3 separate regions of the Mus musculus genome follow, and all the other regions are linked to region 2. Evidence: chromatin contacts called from public HiCAR-type and Micro-C data. All regions are on one chromosome and are shown on one strand. The core of a region is the stretch at or near the end of the contact, and the rest is flanking DNA. Distances in the headings are between cores, read along the strand shown. Region 1 overlaps Pcolce2 (procollagen C-endopeptidase enhancer 2). Region 2 holds the start of Paqr9 (progestin and adipoQ receptor family member IX). Region 3 holds the start of Chst2 (carbohydrate sulfotransferase 2).

Region 1 (3,610 bases), core at 546-3,045, 130 kb before region 2:
TGAGCTTTCCCAGAAGAAAGGCTACAGCTCTGTCCTTACCTCGTCTGAGAAGGGGGCACTGCCTGCACACCACAGTGAGCTTGACACTCATGTTCTTGCCAGCCTGCTGAATGGCCAGGTTGCCTTCCCTGTAGATGCTGATGATCGAGACTGTGGCGTGCAAGCTCCCACCTCGAGTGACGGTCGTGATAACTGTGCCGGCTAACACTGTAGAGAGAAGCCCACAGTGAAGGCAAATCCAGGCAGAGCTGAAAAACGATCTCAATTCTTTTACCTTTCAGAAATGAAAATCCACGCGTATAAGGGACCTCAAATTTTAAATCACTAAAATGAAGGTTAAAACAAAAACAAAACAAAAAAGTGCTATGTTTGTGTTTGGGTGTAACTTCCCAGAAGAGAAATCTGGCTGCTTTCCCAACTGCAGTCTGCGGCTGAGATGGAGACCCTTTTAAAATATTCTCTCTAACCCGTGGATACCTTACCACTTAAGGGATAGAGTTATAAGTCTTGCTCTCGAGCACTTAGCAACCCAGTTTAATCTCACTTAGAAAATGAAAGTTAGAGAACTGAGCTAGAACTTAAAACACAGTGAGAGCTGTGTGCTTGCACCTGGCGCTCTCGATACAACCAAAACCTTACTCCCGGGAATGTTTCCTTCCACGGCTCAGAACTCGCCGTCCGTCCCTTGGTGATATTTGGTCACTGTGCCATTAAGTGAGCCACAGATGATAAGCTAAAGCTGGTTTTAGACACGGGTAACCTAACCCCCTCAGGACAGTGTGAGCCCCCAGCGCTTATGTAATATACCAAGCTCCTAAAATCGGAATTCCCAGAACACCTTTCTTTGATGCCTGGTAATGTGGGTCCACTGAAAAGTGTCAGGCTGTAGTGGAGAGAAACCAGGGGGCTCCCAAGCACGGGCAGGCAGGCAGATCCTTCCACAGAAGACTAACCCAGGCGTGGCTGCAAATACTTGCTTCCGTTTTTTATGCAGTCATTTGAACTCAGCATGAAAACTGCACAAAATCCATCCCTTTCCTATAAGACAGACCCGGGGTTGCAGGCAGTTACCACATTGAGGCACCGAGCAAGCCAGAACTTGGAGGCGAGAGTGGGAGAGGAGGTGAGGGCGGAGGTGAAATGGGACTTATTTTTGATAACCTGTTGGGCTGCAGCAACTTTCTTTTCCTGATAAGATTAAATTTGGCACCTTTTGTTTTCAAGTGGTTTTCACGATGGTGCAAGTTTTTAGTTGGAAAAAAAATCCCTTAGAAACCCCAAGCACTTAGCTCCTCCCTCCTCAGGTTCCAGTTTACAAGGGCTTCTGGTGGGTGTCAGATTTTTCACGTTTTATCTTAGGACTTTGAAAAGACAGTACGGAGTTAAATACCTAATAAAAAATGGAAAAAAAAAAAAAAAAAAAAAAAAAAAAGAAAAGACAGTACGGAGAAGATACTTACTCCTTTTGGGAGAGGCCAGTTTTTGAATGTGAGCCTAACTATTGAACGTACTTAAGCTGGATCCCAGATGCGAGCATGTAATTAATTCTCTGGTGTGTGAAAAAAAAGACTATATAGGCTTTTTCACAAAGTCCATCAGAATACACCGAATAGCAGTGTCATGGATCAAGAGTCAGCTTTTAAACTGATACCTGGGGCAGGCAGGGTTGGGGGGACGACACCAGGGGTGAGAACTGTTTGTAAAGTTGATTTTTCTCACTGTGAAGCCAAACAGTTCAAAGAGCCCAGGTGGACACGCTCTAGTGGACAGGACTATGCTTCCGTGGGTAAATGAACTGTGTTGCTAAGTCATGGGAGTGCCTGTGAAATTAAGCACACCGTCTCATGTTTCTCATTAGAGAGAGAAGCCTGGTTTCTGTTTCTTACCGAAGTTGCTTGAACAGTAATTGCTCTCCAGAGTCCCCATCCGTCTACACTTCTGCTGACACAGGGCCACAGTGGGCTTTAGACCTAATTCGACGAAGAAATTCAGAGAAGGGAGTCATGAGATTGAGGAAAATGAATTTAAATATAATTGGTGTTTACGTCAGAATCTAGCCAGTTGAGATCAGCATTTATTTCCCCGAGCCACCAAGCTTACCATTGCAGTGAAATAATTATGAACCATGCAAGAGACATTCTCCATGCTACCAACTACTGTTCTTCCTCACGGAACCCAGGCCTCTCTACAGACTGTTAAACCTGAGATCAAAGATAATCCAAATATAGTCTCATTCGCTTCTTTTAGAGCAGTGGGTCTCGACCTTCCCAGTGCCGTGACCCTTTGATACAGCTCCTCACGTTGGGATGAACGCCAACCATAAAATTATTCTTGTTGCTACTTCATGACTGTAATTTTGCTACTGTTGGGAATTGTAATGTACATATCTGATGTTTCTGATGGTCCTACATGACCCGAGGAAAAGATTGAGAACCACTGCTTTATATGTGTGTGTGTGTGTGTGTGTGTGTGTGTGTGTGTGTGTATGTGTGTGTGTGTGTGTGTGTATGTGTGTGTGTGTGTGTGTGTGTATGTGTGTGTGTGTGTGTATGTGTGTATATGTATGTATGTATGTATATGTATGCATGTATGCTTTACATTATAACAGAATTGACCTGAGTGCCCAGCTTAGGGGGGAAAAAACACAGAAAAGCTGCCCAACAAATCTGAAGTGACAGAGCGCAGGCTAATTCTTCACAAGAGGAATCAGTTGGTGTTCTCGTGAGGGAAAGAGGAGCTTTCTTGGTGTGCTTAAAATACACAGCTCTCTAGTTGTCAATAGCACAGGGACTTAGGAGTGCTGCTCACGTGTAAAGTGTTAGGTTTGATTCGAGGCGTCACTAAGCTGTTTATTTTGAACCCGGCATTGGCTCTCCTTAGGATCTCAAGAAGTAAACAGTTATCAGTCCCATCCACTCAGAGACACAGTTAAAAGTATAATTAGACCCACAGTTATTCTCAATTGGCGGTAACTTTGTTCTGTAGGTAACATATGATGAGCATAGGAAGCGTTCAAGCGGCCCCGACTAGGGAGGCACCAATGGCATCTAATTCACAGCTTTAGCTGTCTGTGCTGGTTGGCCTTTGACAACAGGACACAAACTGAACCCTATCTTGGAAGAGGCGATCTTCACTGAGAAAATGCCTCCGTAAGACTGACATGCAGGCAAGTTTGTAGGACATCTTCTTGGTGGATGACCATGCACTGTGGATGGTGTCATCTCTGGGCTCACAATCCTGGGCTGTTTAAGAAAGCAGGCTGAGCAAGCTTAGAGGAGCAAGCCTGTAAGCGGCACCCCTCCATGGTCTTCGCACCAGCTCCAGCCCTGACTTCCCTGGGGGATGGACTACATATGAAGAAATAAATTCTTTCCTCCCCAAGTAGCATTTTGGTGATGATATTTTATCACAGCAACACAAACCCTAGCTAAGAGTCCCTTGCAGCTCAGGTGGGGCCCTGTAACTGAATGTGAGCTGCCACAAAAGGCTTGGCAGTGCTGAAGGGTTTCCTGGATGCACAATGGCTAGAAAATTAATTCAGTTTCAAACACATAAGATATCTAGATCTGAGGTGTGTTCGGCAGTGCTTGCCTGTGCTGCACTGTGAACT
Region 2 (3,686 bases), core at 624-3,123:
ACAAATCCAAGCATTGCTAGACCTCAGAAGCAGCCAGGGGTTTGTGTTTATCCTCTTCACTGCATACCTGCCTTCACTAAGGGACACAGAAGACTGTTAGAAAAGCCAACTGCTTGGGGCTCTATCTGTAATCACAATCCTCACTGTCTTTGCAAAAATCCCTGGATATCATAGACAGTCCCTAATTTTCTTCCCGGAGGCCCTCTTCCTTCTGTTTCACCTCCCATCTCCCTCTTCTAAAGGCCAGTGGACTTGGGATTCCCCAACTGTCAGGGAACCTTTCCCTAGTGGCCTGCAGCACCCTCTTCCAGCAAAGAAGGAAACAACAAAACTTGAAAACAAACCAACAATAACAACAACAACAACAGAAACTCCACGCAAACCGGTGGGCAAACCATAGCCTCCTCCGGGGGTGGAGGCTCACTTTTTACTGCAGAATTCGGTGCTGTTCAGGAACTTCCTGATGACTAGTCCCAGGCAAACCACCAGCAGCAGCATGTAGCCCACTGTGCCCGAGAAGGTGGGCGCGGCAGGGGGTGCCTGGAGGAACTGGCGCAGGCCCTCTTCCACGTAGTACACCTGGTCATAGATGCTGAGGAAAGTGAAGATGTGGAAGAGCTGATGGCTGTGGCCAATGATGTCGAAGAGACCCGGCTGGATGCGCTCAGGGATCTTGCTCACGTTGAAGAAGGCGGCCACCACCAGCCAGAAGTAGCGGCGGTAGAAGTGCACGAAGAGTGTGGGGTTCTCGCCTCGCAGGTCGAAGAGCCAGCTCTCTAGCATAATGGGGCAGGCCATGCTGAGCGGCATGACGAAGACGAAGGTGCGCAGGGCGAACGGGTAGGAGCACCAGTCGGTGCGGCTCTTACAGCAAGCCACGGTGCAGGCCACAGCCAGCACGAAGGCCACGGGCAGCACGAGCGCGCGGTAGACCGCGATGAGGCGGGTGCAGTCCACGTGCCAGCCCAGGCGCTGCTGCACATACGGCGTCATGACCCTGGCGTCCAGCAGGCTCAGGCTGGGCAGCAGGTAGTAGTAGTAGGCCACGGTGCTGCCGAAGCCATAGTAGCTGATGGAAGCGTAGTCCAGGTAGAAGAAGGCGGCGCGCAGGCGCAGCGACAGGCAGCTGAACACGTGCGCCGTGCAGCTCATGGCGAAGGTCAGCAGCACCCCCGACGCATAGCACCACAGCGGCAGCAGCCAGGGGTGGTGGAAGGGCACATCGCTGCCGCCCAGGAAGAAGAGGCGGCAGAACTTACTGAGGAACAGCAGCAGCGGGATGAAGTGCGTCCAGAAGTTGAGCGTCTCATTGGTGGGCTTCAGCACCGAGGCCAGGCACTCTTGCGCGGTGCACGGCAGCCGCCGGTAGCCGGACAGGATGAAGCACTCCACGAAGTCATCGGGCACCTCGTCCCAGCGCAGCAGCGGCTTGGTCGTGGCCGCCGGCGGGCTCCGGGGGGCGGAGGCGGAGGCGGGATGCGAGCGCCGGGAGGTCGAGGCCGGCGGTCCCTTCACGCCGGCGCCCCGCTGCTGCAGGCGCCGCGGCATGGTGCCCCGGGCTTAGCTAGGGCGCGCGCGAGGCCACCGCGGGCGCCGGGCGCCGTCGGAGCCTTTGTGCGCGCGCGCGCGCGCGGGACCGCGGCCGCAGGTTGGCTACGCGGCCTCGGCTTGGAAGCGGGCTGCTCCGGGGGCTCGGCGCACCGGGCGGGAGGCTGCTGCTGCGCGCGCGGCTTGCCGGCGGCGTCCTCGCCACGCTCGGGTCTCTCAGCCCGCGGCCGGCCGCGCTGCGGTGGCGGCGGTGGCGCGGCTGACTGCGGCGGTGGTGGCGGTGGTGGCGGCGGCGGCGGCGCGGCGGTGACTGGGCATCGTGCGCGCGGGGCGGGCGGCGGGAGGCGGGATGTGCGCGAGGCGCTGGCGGGGGAGGGCGGCGCCGCGCAGGGCGGGGGCCCCCGGGGTTAGGGTGTCTGCGCCGCGGCGGGGGGATGGAGGTGTCCCCTGTCTTGCGTCTCCTACCATCCCCCCCTTCTCGGGCTGCGACCGCTCGGGCCGCCGCGTTAATGATTGATGCGGGGCCGGAGGCTGGCCAGAGACGCGGCCGCCGGCGCCCAGGGCGAGAGGGTGGGCAAGGGTGGGCGAGGGGGTTCGAAGTGCGACAGCCACGCCGGCGTTCTAGAGGACACTGGGGACCCGAGTTCGTGGGGGGCGGGGAGCCGGGCTGGGCGGAGGGATGCTCTAACTGTAACCTGCGGAGGTGTCAGGGAGGGCACTGCGGTACCCGCTTAGAGACGGTGTCCGAATCCGAGCTTGGCGGTTGTCAGACAGCTGGTGCTGCCTGCCTCTCTGTTCTGCTGTCTGTCATCCGTGTGTGAGTGTGTGTGTGCCCCCCTCTGTGTGTGTGTGTGAGTGTTGCCCTCCTACTCAATCCACGTCAAGTCCTAGTTTATTTCCTTACTCTAGCGGACCTATTCAGGTGCGTCACTATCCTCCTCCTCTCTCTCTTTGTGGTGTCTAAAGGGACCTAAAGGGACAATTCCCAAGCTGGTCTTCAGCTCAACTCACCAACTCGGAAGCCCCAGCTTACTCCTCTGTGGCTTCTTTAACTAGGAATCCGATGAAGAGCTCAGGAGCGCTCGACAACGGATTTTCAGGAACAGTTTCAGATGATGGTTTGGGGATTCAGAACGCCTCTAAGGAGCCGGGGAATGTATTAAAAAGGGTTTCCCAAGCAGAGCTGTGCAGGAGCCTCGGGAGGAAGCAGATGAGGGAAGACTATAGGCGTCTTCTAGAACAAACCAGAAAAGAGAGTTGAGAGGGTTCCTAGAGGCTTAGCATCGATGGTTTAGAGAAACCTATGCATAATTAACCTTAGAAGTACCTGGCAGGTCTAGTATGAGTTTCTTCAGGCAAGGGGCCCGAAGAAAAGGAGACTTGAAGAGTTCAGAGGTTTGTGATGAGCAGCGGTGTGAAAAATATCATAACCTAGACTTCCAAGATGGGGGTCTCCCAGTGACGTCTCAAATGTTCACCGTGTTCCATCTTTCAGTGATACTCCGGGTGTGGCTTCATCTGACCGGAGTCTTCACCTTGGTATAACAAAGATATACATACAGTTTTGAGGTGTTAGGCACTTGATGTCTTACAGCTTTAAAATATCTTAGATACTCTTTCCCCCATTTTGCAGATAAGGAAAATGGAGGCACCATGGCCATGTTGAGTACACCCAGGTGGTGAATGTGAACACAGGCAGTCTGCTGTTAGACTTCATATATGAAACTAGAACACCCACTAACCTTCACTAGGAGGAATCGGACTGCTAGGAAGGACCATCCCACTTAGGAAAAGGCTTTCGATTGAATTTTAAATTTTTATTTTATGTTCATTTTAAAATCAAAAGGGCCACCTTCATCACTAAACAGAATCTTGTAAGGAGGTTAAAGAAGATTATTAGTATGGATAAGTTGTTTATAACTAGACTGTCATTTTGTATTGTAAATGTTTAGGATTAATCAAGTCTTTTTGGAAGTTTCAGCCTTTTCTCTGAAATAGTTTCCACTCGTTGATTTTGCAAACTCTTGCACAATCAGGCCAAAGGTGCACGGTAATGTTATATCTTTCTGACCTATCACATATTTTTTGGCTAGTGGGTTTGCAATGAATTCGGGTTTTGGTTGAAGTTTTTTAACTGA
Region 3 (4,176 bases), core at 726-3,225, 150 kb after region 2:
AGTCCAGGAAGGTCCTTGACGCTCACTACACCAAACAGCAGACCTCTCTCTATCTCCAGAATCCACACAGGGAAGAGACAACTTCTTCAGGTTGTCCTCTGATGTCCATATCAGTGCTGTGTCACATGTACATCCTATACACACGCGTGTTTAAAAAATTGTAGGGGTGTGTGGCTGCGATCAGTGAATAAATAAATAAATAAATAAATAAACCTGAGCTCCATTCTTCCATCCCAATTTGTGTAAGATATGCTCTAGAAATGTCTTATTCATATACTTTATTAGAACTCTAAGGGAATACTTCAGCTGAACCTTACTCATAACATGGATTTTTCTGGAAAGTGGGACCAAGTCAAACCATTAACATTCTTGGTTTTGCCTCCTGTGTGTATGTGGATGGGAGGATTATGTGTCAGGGAGCACATATGGATTTCAAAGAACAACTCATAAGGATCATTTCTCTCCTTCCAGCATGTGGATTCCTGGGTTCAAAATTCAGATCTCAGGCTTGGGTGCAAGTGCCTTTACCCATGGAGCCATTTCCCTGGTCCTACATCATACTATTTTTTAAGTTTTAAAACCTGAAATGAAACCCACACAACAACAACAACAACAACAAAAACTGAAACAAAACAAAACAAAAATCCCAAACCAAACTGAAACAAAACCAAACCAGTTAAAGCCATAAAACAATTGAATTAAGTCATTTTTTTTTCAACAATCCCTGTACCCAGAAGATTCTGTACAATACCCTGAAAAAAAAAAAAGTCGTCAATGGCAACGCTTTAAATTTAGGAGGGTCATCAGCCGAGGTGGGCTGCTCCAGGTAGACTATGATAATTTTGCAGTAATTATGTTTTACTTGTAAAAGCTTCTGAGAGACGGGGGGCAATCAGTCTCCCAGTGATCAGTAGTTCACCTCCGGACCGCAATGACTCATCTTTCTGCCCTTCTAGGTGGAAACTGGAGTACAATCTTTCCTATGTGCCCTCTAACCTCCACCCATCCTGTAGCTGTCCCATTTTACAATGGAAGTTTATTCCCTCATCAGCGAAAGAAAAGTATACAAACCAACGCAGACCAAACTAAAAAGTAACTTTCAACGTCCAAAAACGTTTTCCTTTGCGATCAAGTTCTTTGATCTCATCTCTTCCTCTTTAAAGTCAATGGACTCACTATCACACCACAAATTTAAACAAAGCGCCCTCCCCTCCCCCCAGCAGCCCTGTCTCAGAGGGTGTCAGCAGAGGTGGAAACTCCACAAGCCTAGAACATCTGCCGGGCAGGAGGTGGGGGTGGGATCATCGAAACCTTGTGGCCTTGTCCAAATCCAGGACACTCGGAAAGGTTGCGGAGAGGCATACTCTGAAGCCTCTTCAGTGACCCCGGGCCCAGAAAGATTTATTACTTCCTCCTTGAGGGAGAAACCACAAACCCGCTGGAATGGGCTAGCACCAGGGCCAAGGCTTCAGAACTGGGTTCCCGCTGCACACAGCGCTGTTGGGCGGTGCTGCTCGCGTCCTAGGAGGGGACACCAGTGCTGACCGCTGGGGATGAAAGGAGCGTACGTCCGGGGTATTTCTGCTCAAACTTTTATCACCAACTCTTCTCCAGAGCGAATCCTGGGAGCCGAGTCGTGCAGCTACAGAGAACCCAAGTCTCCGGCTGTGCGGGCGAGCTGGGAATCAGGCGCCGGCGCCGCGCCCCGGGCGCACCTAGAGCTCTGTTCTGCTACTAACGGCTGGAGGCCCTAGCAGCGCCTCCTTGAACCGGGTCGCATCTCCAGCCCCTAAGGAGGTGGCGGCGGGAGTCTGGAGCTGCGAGGAGGGCGGGTGTGGGACAGGCAGAGGAGGAGGGGAGCACGGCGAAGGGGAGGAGCCGGGGCGACAGACGGCGGCGCGCACCAACCCCGAGCGGGCTGGCAGGAGCCGCGCAGAGGCCGGCCCGAGCGCGTTGCAGGCGCCCGGCGTAGGGGGAGTCGGGTAGCAGCATCCTCCCGGGCGCCGCTTTAGTGCGGCCGCGGCGGGGGCTTCCTCTGCCTCGGGACCTCGTAGGGCAGAAGCCGCTGGTGACGCGGGGGTGGGGGGTCCCGCTCTTTTGCCTTCAGCTAGGTGTACAGAGTCCTGGGCCAGTCCGCGGCCACGGAGCGCCGGGGCTCGCCTGAGCCGCCCGCCAGGACATCCTCCGGGTGATGGAAGAAGCAGCCGCCGCTGCGGGGCCGCGCTGCACCCTATCCGCGGCCGCCGGAGGGATGGGAAGGTTCGCTACGTGGAGGCCAAGAGAGAGCGATGGAGAGCAGAACAGCCTGGAGCTGGGGCGTATGTAAGCCACCCCCCACTGTCGCCTCCTGCCTGCTTCGTGCCCCAGAGCCTGGAGGGAAGCAGCGGTCCCGAGAGACCTAAGGAGACGTCGCTGGAGCCGGGACGCGCCGCGCTCGGTGGAGCGCAGAGCTGGGCTCCGGGCCCGGTGAAAGTTTCCCCTCCCGGGGTGCAGGGCGCCCGCTGCTGGAAAACTCTGCCTAGGGCTAGGGCAGCGGAGTCTCGCGGCTCCCTCGAAGGCTTGGGGACCCCTAGCAGAAGAGAACCGGAGAGAAACCGAGGAGAGTGCTAGCCGGACAGTCCGCCGGTCGGGGATCTGGGGACGCTCCGAGGCGCACCCTCCGCTCCAGGTGAGTGGAGGAGCCCGCAGACTAGAGGGTGGGCGTTACTCAGGCGGAGGAGGCATCTGGACCGGAGACTGGGCTCACCCATTCACTCCGCTTCCCCTCGCAGGTCCTTCTCGGAGCCGCTGCCATGGGAGAGCCAGCCCTGGGCGCCGGGGACCAGCAGCCTCTGCCGCCGCGCCCGCCTCGGATCGGCGGCCCCAGTCCCGGCGCCCGCAGCCGGCCTGCAGCGTCCCCCTCCTGGGCTGCAGGGCCGCCTCCGCCGCGCCGCCGGCCCCGGCTGTGCCTGTGATGAGCCGCAGCTCGCCGCGAGCTCTGCCCCCCGGTGCGCTTCCCCGGCCGCTGCCGGCCGCGCCTGCCGCCGTGCAGCGGGCCCTGCTCCCGCCGTGGCCCCGGCGCGCAGGACGCCGCTGGCCTGCGTCCCCGCTCGGGATGAAGGTATTTCGCAGGAAGGCGCTGGTGCTGTGCGCGGGCTATGCACTGCTACTGGTGCTCACGATGCTCAACCTCTTGGACTACAAGTGGCATAAAGAGCCGCTGCAGCAGTGCAACCCCGACGGGCCTCTGGGTGCCGCGGTAGGGGCGGCCGGGGCCGGCTGGGGACGGCCGGGGTCGCCTCCTGCAGCGCCACCCCGCGCTCACTCTCGCATGGACCCCCGCACCCCGTACCGCCCTCCTGCCGCGGGCGTGGGGGCAGTTCCCGCAGCCGCGGCTGGGAGTGCAGGAGCTGCGGCCTCTCTGGGCAATGCTACTCGAGGCACCAGGGGTGGAGGGGACAAGCGGCAGTTGGTGTATGTGTTCACCACGTGGCGCTCGGGCTCGTCCTTCTTCGGTGAGCTCTTCAACCAGAACCCTGAGGTGTTCTTCCTCTATGAGCCTGTGTGGCACGTGTGGCAAAAACTGTACCCCGGGGACGCCGTTTCCCTGCAGGGGGCAGCGCGGGACATGCTGAGCGCTCTCTACCGCTGCGATCTTTCGGTTTTCCAGCTGTATAGCCCCGCAGGCAGTGGGGGGCGCAACCTCACCACTCTGGGCATCTTTGGGGCAGCCACTAACAAGGTGGTATGCTCCTCGCCACTCTGTCCTGCCTACCGCAAGGAGGTCGTCGGACTGGTGGACGACCGCGTGTGCAAAAAGTGCCCACCTCAACGCCTGGCACGCTTCGAGGAGGAGTGTCGCAAGTACCGCACGCTGGTTATCAAGGGCGTGCGGGTCTTCGATGTGGCTGTGTTGGCGCCGCTGCTTAAAGATCCAGCCTTGGACCTCAAGGTCATCCACCTAGTACGTGATCCTCGTGCTGTTGCCAGCTCCCGCATCCGCTCGCGTCACGGCCTCATCCGGGAAAGCCTACAGGTGGTGCGAAGCCGGGATCCAAGAGCCCACCGCATGCCCTTCCTGGAGGCTGCTGGCCACAAGCTTGGTGCCAAGAAGGAGGGTATGGGTGGCCCAGCAGACTACCACGCTCTGGGTGCAATGGAGGTCATCTGCAACAGTATGGCCAAGACGCTGCAAAC

What was found. A called contact is a pair of places that touch in the nucleus more often than the background predicts. HiCAR-type assays count read pairs that join an accessible place to other places.
Region 1: a HiCAR-type map of kidney shows a contact between it and region 2, with 5 times the contacts expected there. The contact joins the enhancer-like site here to the promoter of Paqr9 in region 2. A contact is called at or near these places in 22 of 39 promoter capture datasets (the 3T3-L1 cell line, 3T3-L1-derived adipocytes, the C10 cell line and 14 more), 6 of 15 datasets of contacts at CTCF or cohesin (the G1E-ER4 cell line, embryonic stem cells, large pre-B cells and 3 more), 63 of 484 Hi-C or Micro-C datasets (the AtT-20 cell line, B cells, the BV-2 cell line and 29 more), 7 of 115 datasets of contacts at active chromatin or transcription factors (bone marrow-derived dendritic cells, embryonic stem cells, fetal liver and 1 more) and 4 of 9 other capture datasets (adipose tissue, embryonic stem cells, liver and 1 more).
Region 3: a Micro-C map of embryonic stem cells shows a contact between it and region 2, with 3 times the contacts expected there. The contact joins the promoter of Chst2 here to the promoter of Paqr9 in region 2. A contact is called at or near these places in 6 of 484 Hi-C or Micro-C datasets (all in embryonic stem cells) and 1 of 9 other capture datasets (pancreatic islet).

What each region holds. Positions count from the first base shown.
Region 1 is chr9:95,691,221-95,694,830 of GRCm38.p6, reverse strand. Pcolce2 (procollagen C-endopeptidase enhancer 2) reads right to left here. Exons shown (of 9, transcript NM_029620.2): 7 at 1,887-1,970; 8 at 40-207. Among named protein-coding and RNA genes, the nearest start is that of Gm39407, 14 kb to the left of the region's middle. Within about 2 kb of position 1,795, at least 18 of the 459 cell types and tissues checked have an H3K27ac peak or open chromatin away from gene starts, as enhancers often do. A contact at or near this core is called in the CH12 cell line, kidney, muscle stem cells and 2 more, where this site is marked.
Region 2 is chr9:95,557,821-95,561,506 of GRCm38.p6, reverse strand. It overlaps Paqr9 (progestin and adipoQ receptor family member IX), which reads right to left and starts at 1,873. Exons shown (of 1, transcript NM_198414.3): 1 at 1-1,873. The coding sequence starts at 1,548. The coding sequence ends at 421.
Region 3 is chr9:95,405,069-95,409,244 of GRCm38.p6, reverse strand. Chst2 (carbohydrate sulfotransferase 2) reads left to right here and starts at 1,975. Exons shown (of 2, transcript NM_018763.2): 1 at 1,975-2,668; 2 at 2,772-4,176. The coding sequence starts at 2,954.